2 separate regions of the Oryzias latipes genome follow, and region 2 is linked to region 1. A link is a contact called in public Hi-C data. All regions are on one chromosome and are shown on one strand. Each heading gives the region's core, a stretch centred on a gene start, on an enhancer-like site or on the middle of the called end of the contact. The rest is flanking DNA. Distances are from core to core; before and after follow the strand shown. Region 1 overlaps bcas3 (breast carcinoma-amplified sequence 3). Region 2 overlaps bcas3 (breast carcinoma-amplified sequence 3).

What was found. A called contact is a pair of places that touch in the nucleus more often than the background predicts.
Region 2: a contact with region 1 is called in a Hi-C map of embryo, with 1.9 times the contacts expected there. The contact joins two enhancer-like sites. A contact is called at or near these places in 3 of 5 Hi-C or Micro-C datasets (all in embryo).

What each region holds. Positions count from the first base shown.
Region 1 is chr13:29,649,724-29,657,217 of ASM223467v1, forward strand. It overlaps bcas3 (breast carcinoma-amplified sequence 3), which reads left to right. Exons shown (of 25, transcript XM_023961828.1): 16 at 6,415-6,565. Among protein-coding and RNA genes, the nearest start is that of LOC110016264, 76 kb to the right of the region's middle. Within about 2 kb of position 3,313, at least 3 of the 8 cell types and tissues checked have an H3K27ac peak or open chromatin away from gene starts, as enhancers often do. A contact at or near this core is called in embryo, where this site is marked.
Region 2 is chr13:29,798,639-29,806,132 of ASM223467v1, forward strand. The region is part of intron 23 of bcas3 (breast carcinoma-amplified sequence 3); the gene reads left to right. Among protein-coding and RNA genes, the nearest start is that of LOC110016264, 73 kb to the left of the region's middle. Within about 2 kb of position 2,768, at least 4 of the 8 cell types and tissues checked have an H3K27ac peak or open chromatin away from gene starts, as enhancers often do. A contact at or near this core is called in embryo, where this site is marked.

The sequences.
Region 1 (7,494 bases), core at 2,063-4,562:
AAACCAAAGAGTATCATTAGGTAAGGGCACATTTAGGTTAGTAGCAAGATAAGGATGTGTCAGAACAGGTCCAATGAGGGACTTTTACCATACTGTTATGTTTTGAAAGAATTGTTTTTTTCTTAAATGTTTATTGAGGTTGTTTTGTCCAAGACTAACATTTTTTTTTAATGTTTAAGTCTTTGCAAATCTGCAAAAATGTCTTCAGATTTCTGAACTTTTTGTCTCTTTACAAGGTATTCAGTGATTGATTTAAAAAAATAGCTCAAATGTGCTAAAAGTTTACAGACTCTAAAGTTAGTTAAAGTTAGTTATCTAACTACTTGCCTTACCTAAACAATATTGTTCAATAAAGATTCAATGGCTGATCATTTATGCAAAACCAAATGCAACTATTTTGGAAACTGACGCGAGTTCATTTCTGGTAAACTCTTCTCTAAACTTTGAATTATACAACCCAACACCTGCAGTTCTCATCAAGGTGAAAGTTTTATCATTTTGGCCATGAAAAATATGGAGCATGGAAAATTTGAAAAAAAAAAAAAAAGGTCTATGCAGAATCCTCTTCAAAGAGGATTTCCGCTGCTCGAAAGTTGTAGATTTCTTTCCCACACCGTCTCTCTCCATCATCTTCAGCTGCAGTTTCATCCTCAAGTTCAAGGTCCTTTAAATCCTGGAGAATCAGTCAACATGTCACCTGCCTAACCTGCTGCCTCCTCACACCTCCCATTCACCTTCCCTTTAGATCAGCATGCTTTTTTTTCCTTGAACTGAAATATCCTCTCAGGCAGAACGATTCAAATAAGACACAGTGTTTACGTGGGCTTCAGAGCTTGTCCTTTCGCACATCAACTCTTCGTTGGAAGCCGCCTGCTTGTATCGGATGCAAATCGGGTATTAGAAGAGGTAATAGAAACATGAGATAGCGTGACACCGGGGAGGCTGAGGAGAGAGAAAAAGCGCAAAGTGTAGAGAGGGAGGCTTAATGCGAGAAGAGAATGCAAATGCTTTTGAGATGGGGATGGACAAGTGGAGGAGAGCAGGAGGGAAGGTTGGATTAAGGTAGAAAGAAAAGGCGCGGGTCAGGTGTTGGTGTGACTTCTGGGCTGGGTCAAAGTTTCACTCTGGACGCTTGCGAGAGCTAAATTTGCATTGATGGGTCTTCTTTCCATGGAGAAGTCATGTATCAGTGCTTGGGAACATCATACGACAGCCATTAATCAAATCATGGCTCTGTCTAAAGCTGTCTGTCTGTTCTTGGCCATGTCTCTCTTTGTCTTTGTCTTTGAGGCGGCATTAGTCAGCCTTACTTTGCCCTCCTCTCTGACAGATGTTTTTCTTAGGAAAGATGGCAGTTAATATCACATTTATCAGGTAGACACACTTGTAAAATGACCCCATTGCCTGCGTTTGAAGAAAACAGCTCATTGGCTTAAGAAATGTGTTCAGCATTTAGAACCAGTATGTGAACGACCGAGCTGGTAAAACTAACAGTGACAGCTGTGTACTATTCAAACATCTTTCAGTTCTTTATCAGGCCCTTAATATCTTTGTCTTTAATAGACTGGACATGTTGATTTGTTCATAAACTGAAGTAAAAAAAGCTCATCATTTTTGATTGTGTTTCATTAGGTCTCTGGGAGCCATTCACAGACCTGATTTTCCCTCCTACTGTTTGCCATGGGTGACACACCCTTAATCAGTTGTTTGCATAGGTTTACTCCAGCACCCTGTCTATGAAAATAGCTGCAAAGACATGCAGTTTCACACGATTGCATTGTCAAAAGTATTTGGACAGTGGCAGAGCAGACATCCTGTCCACTCATTCACTGCTATTAATATCTAAAGTAATCATCACAGACATACATTACAAGCAGGCGTTTCTCTTCTTCAGCTAACTTTTTATTGGATGTACCTCTCTGGGGTTTACGTTTGCCTCTTTGCAAGACCAAACACGACCAGTCGACCAGTGTTAAGTTAGACGTGGAATGTTTTAGAATAGTTTAAATGTGAACTGAATTCAAAGCTTTATTACAAAAGCCTGTTCCTTTCAACAGTACAGTGTTTTTTCAAAGGTAATGTACTAATAAAGTTTTATTTTCTAAACCTGCAATGTCAGTGGTTTTGAAGTTATTTACCACTCTTCAGTTGTTTATTAAATCTTTTAAAATACATATTTTCATTTTAAGTATCCATTTCTTGCAGTGCATTAAGCATATATCATAGATTGGAATTTTCACGTGGAACTATAACCATGAAATATTCTGTTTTTCATGATGTTATCAATGATAGTTGTGATTCAGCTTAGTGGCATTGTCTTGAAGTTGAATCATGGCACCTGAACGTTTGTTTCATAACTTATACAACGTTTTAACACATTTTAGTACGTTTTAATGTATCGACTTTTGGTTTGTAGTCTCATTCCTGGACGGTTAGAGGAAAATCCTAGTGTGAGTCACATATTTGCACCTCAGGAGTGCTAATCTTCTCTTTTGCTGATCGTGTCCAGCCCACCACCCCAAACCCACATCCTCACACACGTCTTTCTGTTAGCCTTTCTACCATTCGGGCTGTCTTCACATATCATCCCCAGTCTTCAACACGTCCCGAACAGCCTGTCTTCACTGTCTGGAAGGTTGTGACCCCTAGCCTCGAGTGGCAGCACGTTGTGGCGCTTTGGCCAATACTGATCAGCGCCCCTCACTCTCAGCCTGGCCACACCTGTTCTGCAACCCTGTAGTGCCTGGGTTTAGAGGGAAGGCTTCTTTTGAGGAGTGGGGGTTGAACACAAATGAAGCAGCGGACCAAAAGTGAAAGGTCCAGTTTGGAAGTGGATGCTAAATTCATTGACACCCCCACCCTCACCCCCTCTCGTCTTTTGACTCAAGGACCATTCTGGCCTTTCAGGCTGCTTCCTGCACAGATTATTTTTTTTCCTCATCTGCTGCCGTCCCCACAACACAAAAGGTGGCTTCCCTGGCTCTGGGGGTGTAGCACTTTAGCAATGTGAAGGGCTTTCAGGAGCTGCCTCGGTCCAGGCCTCTGGCGGTTGGTCTGAGAGAGTAGTAGAGTTGGAATGAAGGCCAGCTTGGGGGTAATGGTCTCCTCTCCCCTCTATGAAAGTCATGCAGCATTGTTGGCCAACAGAAGTCTAAGAGACAGGCCAGAGGAAGGCCACAAAGCAGGGCTTTGGCAGGACTAATGAAACTCAGAGCTACACGTTAATGATCTAAAAGGCTGCACCAAAACACTCAGCAGTCCCTCTCCGCTCACATTCAAACTCCTCTTGATCGCCCCTTCCCAATAATGACAAGGCACTCTGCTGTTCCACATTTATTGTAACCTTTGATGTGTGCCTTGTTTTCTTTGTCTCTGTGGACCCCCTCCCTCCTTTTCATTCCTTTATGTTACGTGGCTGTCACTCATCTATTAAGGCAACAAACAGAACAAGGAAAACATTCAGTGTGTATTGTAGTGCACCCAAAGGTTTGCGCTTCATTTTTTCAAAGCCCTTAAACTTGGAATTTTCCTTGAGCTGCCAGCAGGATACACTTCTTTTGTTGTAGCAATTGCTGCATTATTGAAAACAGATTTGTTTGTTTTGTTTTATTGCCTATAACTTATTGAAACCGTGTCATTTTTCACCTATAATCTTTATTATATTGTACCTTTTATTAAAGGTAAAAAGCAAATAAACACGCAAACCACGTAAATTATTGTTACTAAAATTGTAGTTAACAACTTCTTCATGTTCTCTGACTGAAAATGTAGTCAGCGTGAGGTTTTAGAAAGATAATGTTGATACAATCTAAACGATACATACTGAAATACATGAATTTAAGATGTTACTATCTCATAAAGTTCATTTCACAATGTTGAGATTTTTGCAAATAATTTGGGACACATAGCATTCCATGTGTCAAGCCTGTGAATGTTCACATTCTTTTGCTGATCACCTGCCTGGGATTTTTTTTATTTCTTTGCTTGTTTAGCCACTGACTTATTTTTTTTTAACCATGAAAGACAACACACTAAAATTATAAAAGAATATGCACCTAAATTATAAAAGAAGCTCACCACTGATCCAGCCTGAAACCCTCTCTGAAGGTTGACTGATGCAAAGATTGGACTGAAAAAAACGAGCATTGTCCAAAGCAAACCTTAGAGGATCTTCACAAAGCATGAAGATTAGCTGCAGCTCTTTGAAAGTCTATGAACCCGGAAAACACAATTTAAGAAATGGAGAGTTGAAATTTTGCACTTTATGGATGAGAAATTTTCATGTTGAAAAGATTCAGAATGGGTACGGGGGTTATAACGGTGCCAGTATTGGTATCGGCTGGTATTTGCATAATTTAAGTATTACGGTATTGGTCCGATATTTTCAAAAATCTGCCGATATTTTTCTGAATGTTTTCAGAAACACTTTATTTTTTAAATGTATACTTGCAGATTGGGAAGCTTATGTTCACAGTCATAGTCGGTAATTGACTGTTTTAATGTAAATGTTATTAATGTTGTTCCTAATAGATCCCTGGCAATGGGGAGTTTATGGTTTACAGTTATGTCCGATAGTCAATAAATGGTTTGAATGTGTTCAGATGTATTTATATGAATGTTTGAAAGTGATCCTTGTTTCAATGAGATCCTTTGCTGTATGTTAAAAAGGTCAAGGTAAAAGAAAAGTTGTGTATTTCTCATAAAGAAAAGAAAAGGAAATCTAAACTCTGTGTTACAGTAGATGCTTAAATATCGGCCATCGTCCACAGCTACAGGGGAAATATCGGTTAAAGGTATTGGCCAAAACAAAAACTACATCAGTCCATCCTTAATTAAGAACCAGTTCAGAGCTTATTTGAGAAAAAAAATCTAAAATTATGCCCAAAATTCGTAGTTATTTTTTTCCCCCCTTCAATCAGAGATTCTACTTGTTTGTAGTTAATTTGATTTAAGGCCAATCAGAACTAATACCCACTTTAAAGTGCCTTATGAATATATTTGCTAAAAACAAAGTCAGTCAATCTTAGTGAGAACAGTTTTGTGCCCTGCTTATCCTGTCAGGGATTGGGTCTGCATGATGTGTGTAAACTGTGGTGTTCTCTGCAAAATGGAGGCTAGTTGCATGATCGCTGTAAAACAGGAAGTTAGACAGTAAGTGAACCAGTGGCCTCCCTCTCACTGATTTAGCTGGTTAAGATCATTAGGCTTTTAAGGAGCCCTTTGAGATGGCCTGATTATGTTTGACTGGAGCTTTATGGTGTATGCGGCCTGAGATAGGTTTCTCTGGATCATCTGTCTTTGTGGTGCGTTTATGTGTTTGGCCGTATGTGTGTTGTAGCAGAGTGCAGGGCCATTTGATTGCTCTTGATTAACAGACTGCCAGGCAGCAAAAACAGAGTCTTTGTCATGTAGCATCTTGAGCTGGTTACTTCCAATCATTCCTGGGGAAAGCTTGGGCGATGCATGAGTGAGGCAGCAAAAAGTGAGAAAGGGTGGTGTTTCTTTTCCAGGAAAATAAAACTTAACAGAAAAATTGAAAATAGTTTCATAAGAGAAACAAAGGTGCCGCATTTTAATGAAGCCGTTCTGCTGTGCAGAAAGTAGCAATAGATTTATCTAGAGCATATTTGCAAATTAGCATCTTCAAAGATGACTGAGCTCAATAGTAACAGAACATTAAACAATGACTGTGAATTAAAGCTGTCACTATCACTGAGTCATGTTTAATGTAGTGGTAAAGGGGCTACTGTATGTCATGCAAAATAAACTTTTTGAGCTTTGAAGTGTTTTATAATGTTGATTCCTCACTATAAACAACCAAAGCGGTATTTCACTTTATTCAAGCATCTCAGAGTTTTCTTTTGAAAAACCTGCACCTCCCAATCCAAGAAAACGAGCAGGTTCTCACATTATGACATCACAAAGATAGGAACAGCCCCTTCCAGGAAGAGTCTACTCTGCCAGCACTGGCTCTGGGCTAACACACACACAACCACTTTCTCTGTGGAGCTAGCACTCATTTGCTCAACGCTTTCATTTTATATACACAATATTCACATCCATCTTTGCAAAGGTTTGGAGGGTGTTTGCTTTTGTGGGTGAAACGCAGACATACTGCCCAGGCTGACTAGGTTGACATCATGAAATGGGCGGCACCCACAAGGAGCGAAAGGCGGAGCCTCAGAGATCAAGTCGCCTTACTTCTGGGTAGTAAAATGAGCTGTAAAAATAAGTAATATTTCATTTTAAAAAAAATCATCTTTTGGTGTGCTAAAGGTAATATATGATCATATACCAGTCTCAGAGGCTTAAGAAAAGGATGATAGAGGCTTTTAAACACAACTTGGAAAAGTCTTCAACTGACATGTTGAGTCAGACAGCTCTGGAACTGACTAGTCTGTCATGTCTTCACAGCTAAACTGAGTAACCAGGATTCCTACAACAACTTCACCAACAACAACATGGGGAACCCTCGGCTCAGCCAGCTGCCCAGCCTCACGGTGGTGCTGCCGCTGGCTCAGATCAAACAGCCCATGACCCTCGGCACCATCACCAAACGCACCGGGTAGGTCACAGGCTAAAACACACAGCAGTGCTTATGAAGAATTTCATTTGCTTTTGAATACACTTTTTTAAACCTGACTTTTGCTAAAAACTACATGTTCTTTTTAGATGCTGTTTGTAAGCCATATTGTAAACTAACAAAATGAAATGGAGAAAAAAAACACATTATCTTATTTATATTCAAAATTAAAAATACAAAAACATGTTAAATGAATTAAAATAAAATCATAAATATGTCATACCTGCTATCCATTTGTACCATGGCTATGTATACAATGGTATTTAAGCTACAACTGAGTTTTCTTTCCTCCTGCTCGTTCTACATACTGTGTTTTGTATCCAAGAACACTTGACAGTCAGAGCATGGTGGAGAAACTGTTGCATTCTCATGCTGAGCTTTTACATTTCCCTCCTTGGATATCGACTCACCGGTACTTTTACCAGCAGACTATGTTGCCATCAGGAGGGCTTAGCAGGCCAAAACATTTTCTTCTGCACATCCTGCTGATGCTCAGACTTTTCTTTGCATAGGGTAATGAAGCACAGCACACATGCAGACTCATTCAATGCGCTGTTGACTTATTTTTGATGTTCGTTTTTAGTATATATCTTCAAATTTTGAAAAAAAAGAAAAACCGTACAGTTGTTTAAATAAATTCAAATTGCCAGATTTTAAAACAAAATGTGGTTTAGTTGTGAAAAGTAGAAAAAAGTATTTTCCCCTTCTCCTTGTCTCTGGATCTTTGCCAAACATTGTAATTTTGTAGTTTTAGGAGCATCAGCAACTACAGGCTTTTGCTAAGTGCATTTACATACGCTACAGGTGGCTCTGCAAGTATAGGCCGATTTTAATATTTTCATTTAAATGTCATTTTCATGCCCTGTTTGAATAGGAAATGTGCTAATGATTCAAACAGACGGCAATGGATG
Region 2 (7,494 bases), core at 1,518-4,017, 150 kb after region 1:
TGTTGGGTTTCTTTCTTTTTATTTCTTTTTTTAAGTAGTGGCATTATTGTTTGTAAGTCAAAGATGCATGTTTATGATGTTGTCAGTTTTCTTTTCCTCTGGACTGGAACCTCACCCAAAATATAAAGCCACCCTTTTTTTCTTACAATGTGACAAAACCACTTGAGTGAGCAATTTAGCAAAGCTATGTCGGACTTACTGCTTAGCTCCTTGTCACCAAACAAGGAACAATTATCCCTTTTTTTCAACAAGAGGGAATGCACCCCACTTTTCAATGCCATTTCAGCAGAAGAAGGGTCACATCAAGTTATTTTTATGTAATTGTGAAACTCAGGGGAGTGAGTGTGTGCAGTTTTAATGTTTGTTAGTGCCTCTCAAATACATGGCGTCTACACATATGCCTGTGTACGTGTTCAGTCAAGGATGAGCAACCAGGTTTGCACCGAAGCCTCCTTCTTCATAAATTCCTGGTGAAGATGCTTATGTGAGACCCTTACTTCTGTGTGTGTTTATGTCCTTCATTCTGAGAGAGCTGACTAAATCTGGCCTTTAGCCTGGGGCAGTCCCTTTTCTGCTTCTCAATCTTGAGTGGCCACACAGTAAGAAGCCTAATCCACTCCTAACAGCGGATGAAAAACGCAATCAGGCAAAACATGGCTTTTCTTTTGTCATATGGTTTTCAATGCAGCTTGTGAAATTTTGTTCCAACTTGCCTAACTATTAGCATCATTTTTACAACTGTAACCCTTGTGCTATCCTGGGCACTTTAACATTGGGAGTTGGGTCATCTAGACCCACTAGACAGTGCTCTGAACCTTTTTTCTTCACTGATTTGTGATCTTCACTGGTGTCCATGGATTCCATGAAATCTTTCCACCTTTATCCACCTTTGTCATGGTAGGGAGAACACGTCACTGTAAGGGGGGGGTCATCTAAGATAGCACAAGGGTTAAGAAAAGAATACCTGAAGACCGTTAGGGCCAAGAACTGTACAGTGGTCTCTCGCTACAATGTCTTTTGCGGTCTTACAGGTTGTGTTCTGCGTCCTGATTGGCTATAAACCCTTTCCATCTATCTCCACCATGCTGTGTGTCCTGCACAATAAAAGTTCAGCTTGCCTTATTTACACAAATCTTCAGTTCCAGGCATATCTGTGGTTTCGTTCTACAATACTGGACCTAATTTTTCTATGATGGTTTGAACTTTGAGAGTTTAAACAAGAGACAAAAGTGTAAAAAAATATTAAAATTTGTCTAAAAAGGTGTGTAAAGTGTGAAGGGAGGAGGGTTTACAACCTTAAAACATCTAGAAAAAATTAAGATGACTAATTCACAGATTTCACCTACCATGGTTTAGATTTAGAATAAACTCCTGTGATGTTTCCTTTGAATAAATCCCTCATAGAGGGTCGCCACAGTAAAGCAATTCTCTTGTAATTTACTTGGTCTGCTCTTGCTAATGCAGCTAGACTATAACCATACCTGGGCTCAAACGTAGGACCTGCTGGTACTGAACTCAGTGTTGAGTCCATAAAATCCAAAAATGCATACACCACTGGCAATTTCTGGCTTATAGTTAGTCAGCAATTTCTTCTTCATTGGGATTAACCCTGGCATCTCCTAGAAAAAAAAAGACAACGTACAAGAGGCATCAATGTGAAAACCAATGCTTTACTTTTTCTAACAGAACTATACAAAATTTCTTATTAAATAATTAATCAAAGCTCGTCATTTAGTTATGTATTAGTATGTGTGAGGAGATTCTGCTTGTGTGCACACGTCTCTGTGGGGAGCGTTAGACACTGCTGCCATGTGATGACTTCATGTCAGCCAAGGACTTTAATGTCTAGCCTGTGTCCATCTGCAGCACAAACACACACACACACACACACACACACACACAGGAAAGGACACTTACTGCACTCTCTGTTGTGCAATTTTTTGGTGATTTTATTAGTGTGTGTGTGTGTGTCTTGTTTGACTTTATGATTTTGCCTTTTACTCTGTGAAGTGCGTCTGAATTTCACAAACATGACTCTGTGTTAGCCTGGGTCTTCAGATTCACTGCAGAAGAAGGTTTTTGGGAATTCATTTTACACAGATGCTACTATAGCTGATCCTTTAAAGGTTTTCACAGTACTTGTCTGGTCGGTGGCGCTATGGTGCCAAAAGCTGAGCCGATGAAGAAGAGCCTCCCTCTGTGAGTCTGTGTTTCTCTTATTGGCTGAAGAGCCTGGAAATGAAATATGATCTTCAGAGTGAAACATCAAACAGCTAGCAGCTGCTGGGCTGTCAGGTCACCGACCGGTCAGAGGATGGACCGCGGCCTCCTGTTTGTGTGTGTGTGTTTGTGTGCCTGCGTCTGTGACTGCGAATGCAAGTATGCAGGAGTTTTGGTTTGCATGTGTTCTGAGCTATTTCTGCTCCGTTTTGAATAAATGCCCCGTGCTCAAATAAAGGCAGTTGAAGATTATGATCCTCTGGATACGCTAACCAAACACAAACATGCTAACTTGTTCACAGGCTGTAAGCTCTGCACGCAGTACACTGGGGTCCTCTATCATCACACAGCATAAGTCTCCTCACAGACGGAGTGAAGCTGCACTGTAGAAACAGTGGAAAAAGAAGAAGATAGAGGAGATCCTGGGTGTCAGGTCTGGATGACTACAAGAGGCAATGAAGGGCTGTTGAGAGCTCAGGGCGGATTGGGTCTTCAGTTGGGGTTTCAGGGGCATCTGTCTTGTTTTTGGCATGTGGAATGGGTCAGGAACCGTGTAGGCAGGCAAGCTAAAGGGACTGGTGTAGCCCAGTTAAAGCAGATGGTAGAAGGGGTCATAGTGGGGTCGTTCCTGTGATATTCCTGCCATATGTACGTGACATTTTGACAGAGAACAGAAATCTATAGGGACTCGCCTCCCTTGGGCTCCAGACTAAACCTGCAAGAAGATAGTTTTGTCACTGAGTTGTACCTGTAATGTCCTTTTAAGTGTAAATGACTTTTCCTATAACTTTTTTAAGCAATTGTGAGCTATCATTTTAGATTAAGTTAAATGTAACCTCCTCCAATCTGTTTTACATGTAAAGGCTTAATGTCCAACAAAGAGTGCCTTGGAAGCCTGAACCGTCCAACGTGAAGTCTGTTCATTTCTGTAAATGGACGCTTTGAAGACCATTGTCCTGCTTATACTATGGTCAATTACAAAAGAATTGGGTATTCAATCAATTTTTAGTACTTAAATCTTATTATTTTTTAAGGTTTAAATCACTTTTCACAAAAAGCAGACTATTTGATACATCGTGCGACACGTCATGGTAACAGCTACAGAGCCCGCACCGACCTTCACTATAGTGGCAAAGGAAAGGTGTGTTTTAGATAGATGGATGGATGGATGGATAGAAAGATAGATGCATGCTGATCTTCATTATAGGTCACATGAAGCATCAGTTCAGAGAAAGTTCTCCTCTTACTGCTTGTTTTTTTCCTGATGATGAAGCAAAAGTTTGTTTTTAAAAAACATAAATCCTAAATAGTTCAATTCCTCCTCGTGTCTCATCTCTTCCTTTTCCAGATTCTTTTTTCTCGTTTGTTCTGCTGCATAGCAATCTTTAAAATGATCAACAGGTAAAGGAAACTATAAAATCACTCATCTTTTCTGTCTTGCTGTTGTGATAAACTGTGGTAGGTTTATTTATTATTTGTTTAAAAGATGTTAATAAATGAAATACCAACTGACGTTTAGGCCAGCGCAGTGATATAGCACATTTGGGCTATGTGACCGTAACTTCTTACTTTTTAATCCCCACCCAATCAGAAATGAGGATTCACCCAAATGATGGTATAGCTGCCAAATGTTACTCACTGATGTCCTGTGTGTCAATCATTGTTATCGTCTTTGTTGGCAAACCAGGTATGTCTAAATGGCTCTCTGACATGTATTTTTAAACACTGATTGACTTAGTGCCTTAAATGTTTCAGATTTTGAGGGAAACAGTAAAAAACAAAGAAGTTTATGGCTGTTCTAATTTTGTCATTAAATATTTTCTAAATTTAAATTGCCATTTAATGTAGAATGTGTTTTGGAGCCTTTTGTCAGACGTAATGAAGTTGTGCATTGATTTATTTACTCTGTGCTTGCATATACTGTACCTTTGGTTAGACGAACATAGTTTTCAGACAGATAGCTCAAGTTAAGGTTGGATTTACTTTTGTATAAAAAAGCACTTCTGTTGATTAGATGATTAATGATGATGAGTTTCACTTTGTCAAGTGAGTCTTCCTGATTATACTTGTCATTGTCTTGTTTTAGGCTCAGAGCAGCTAATTGTGCTGGAACCTAAAATCTCTCAGACCAAATTCTTCAGATTCTGTCATATGCTAAAATGAATCACTGCAATACTAAGCTTTGCTGAGAGCAAAGAGATATGTTCTTGGTTTAATTGCACATTGGAGAGCTCTAGTATCTGCCAGACACCCACTGACAACCAAACATGCTGTTTGGTTTCAAATGTGTAACTCAAAGTTGTCTTGTTGTATGCGTGCAGCACAGCATAGCATAACAGGGATTAAAATCTCAACCGTGTCTCATTAATTTAGTCTTTTACGTAAACCTTTCTGTTGATAATCTGTCACTGGGTAATAACCTGTGCTACAATCACAGATAGAAATAAAGAAGGAGGCTAAACTAAATATGAAAACAGCTGGGGAAGGCAGCCGTGCAGCGACCTTGGAAAGTAGGTCTGTATAAAGCATTACAAAAGCCCTGGGAGACACTCGGCCAATACATAAAGGACACTGTCTGCTCATCTTCGCTCCTCCTTATCCTCCTTCCTTCCTCTTCATCTCTTTCTCCAGACTACTCTCTTTTATATCCCTCCAGAGGTTATCCTCTTCCTCCTCTACACGTCTGCTGTCTGTTTCTTCGCTCATTCTTTAGTTCAACTTGATTTTCTACCAGCCTAGTTTTCTTGAAATCTCAAATCATTTCATGTTAGTGATCAGATACAAGTTTTTTAGAGATAAAGAAATATGTCACCTAACGTGAAAATGAGAAAAACATTTGAATACAAGAATGAATCTCTGAAGGTTTTGAAAAGATGTGTTCCACAGTCAAATGAGTAAAACATGTGAGAGCAGCACTGTAAGGATCATGGACATAGTTTACATAGATTAGACTATTAAAGCTGGAGGCCTTTTAAGTGGGTTGTCTTATGTGGTGTCAATGCATTGCTTCATAAATTGCTGTAAAAACTTTCTGCAAAGGCAGATGAAGTATATCTTTTTTCAGATATTCTTACTGATCATGTGAATCGGTTCTGCCTTTATTCAGCTTAACCATGTACATTGTTGTTTTGTAAACTCACATTCATTTTATTCATAACCTCTTTTTGTCTTTTAAAAGTGGAACAAACAGCTGTTTTTAAAGCCATAGTTTCAGCACAAACCAGAAATGTTTTTTTTTTTAATTATCATACAATTTTGACATCTTTTTATAGCTACAGGTCAGTCCCTCTGCTTTATTTTTTACTACAGTGTCTCCTTGCCAGGTCGGAGTTCACCTTTCATGGTCTCGCCGTTTTGTTGATCATTTTCAGAACAATTTTCCATGCTTTTTTTTTTTCTTTTTCAAACAGCGCACTTTTGTGGATCCTGATTGATTGGAGATCTTGTCAATCAATCTCCTCTTTGCCGTGTCTCCTGTACAGACATGTGCTGCTCTCCTCCCCAACACATCTTTGAGATCAGAATTCTGTTTTTCGTTCCATAATCCCGGACTTATTTTTTTTTGCAGGTTTAAACTTTGGGAGTTCAGACAAGAGAGAAAATGTGAAAATGTTCTCATGTCTGTCTGAGAAAAGTGTAGAAAGTGTGTAATGAGGACTTGTTTAGCCTCAAAGCATCCTAATGATCCTACTTTGGGGATTTTACCAATCGCAAGTTATTTTTAGAACTTAACCCACGCGACAAACAAGGGAACATCCTACTCCCAAAATGAAAGAATGTACCAGTGGTTCACCTTTATATCCTCTTCATTCAGTATGAGTGTCAACAGTTTCACTCTCCTTATACATATTTATATTTACATATTTCCATACTTACAAATGATCCTTCTTTGCATAGTTGATCAGATCTCCTTGAATAAAGGCTGTGGCTGCCAGTTTGATCTTCCTGCCTAGCTAAGTGGCTGTTAAAGCTCCTACACGTGTTTACGGTGCACCACCTATAAGGAAGACATGTGTTAGTGAGTGTTCAGACTTCTGTTCCACTTTCCCTTTTTTTTTAAAACAGTTGTTGGCCAACTTTGAAGTGAACAGCATTCCTTTCTCAGGCCAGGCCTCAGACTCCAGCAGCCTCGTCCACAGACGCTCTCACCCCCTTAGACAAACTTTAATTAACTTGTGTGTGCACGTCTAGATCTCCTAGCTTAACCTTTGACACGCTGTCTTACCTGAACACCGCCTCTACAAGTGTCTCCACTCACAGACAAAGGCTGCATAAAGACAAGATTAGCTCCTCGCCATTGTCTTGTCTGCTCATCTTATTGGAGAGGTTTTCGGGGCTCCGGGCGCAGAAAGCCATTCAGCAGGCCTGAATTAAGCACTAGCTCTTTCATACTGGAGGCCAAGGGGCAGCCGGTAGTACACTTGTAGTTGGTAGTGGCTCAGAGCTTTCAGACCTAACCTTGTAAAACCCTACATGGTGAATAGAAGTGGATTTATCCTGGGCAAATCCCTGTGTTGGAGTCGAGAGCTGCGCTGGTGTCTGTTTGAGTGTGTGTGATCTCTGTCTGGCTCCACTGTGGCTGCAGGAAAGAGGTTTGGACACTCCGATAATTGCTTGGACCAAACGCTGACTACACACCCTTTCCCCTCTTCAGAAAAACCATATCCTCTATATTAGCTTTGTGCAAGATTTCTTGAGCTGTAAATGTCCACGTATGCCAAAGTGTGTGCTTGTGGTCAGGCAAACTAGAGAAGTCTCGTAAAGTCTCTGAGCCGGGCTGTGTGCGTGTTTCCAAACTGCTTCTGACCTCACTTAAGATCTGCTCAGCTGACCACAGCTTCAAGTGTGTGTTTGTGCGTGCACATGCTCAGGGGCGACTGTCTTCACGGAGGGAAGTGGCTTTAAGGGAGGCAGTTTTACAACTGACAATTCGTTTGGCACTCTGAACCGTCCGCTCTAGCCACCGTCCTTGAAACAAGATCAACATGAAAGGATATGTCTGCCTCCGTGAGCATGCATGAGTGCATGTCTGCGTTTTCATGTCCCTTCCCAGTTTTAAACCAGTGTTTTACTCTTTAGAGTGTTCAGCTGTCGTATTTTATGGTATTGTCTTACTCCGAATAGAAAAACTTCAATGATATATTTAAGCTAAGTTATGGATTTCTTCAGCACTTACTTTAAATAGCAGTTCTTGTTTAAACTGTCCATGTGTGTCTATGCGTGTTTTTTGTGTCCACATGAGAGTTTGGGACACCAACCCCATAAAATAAGGCC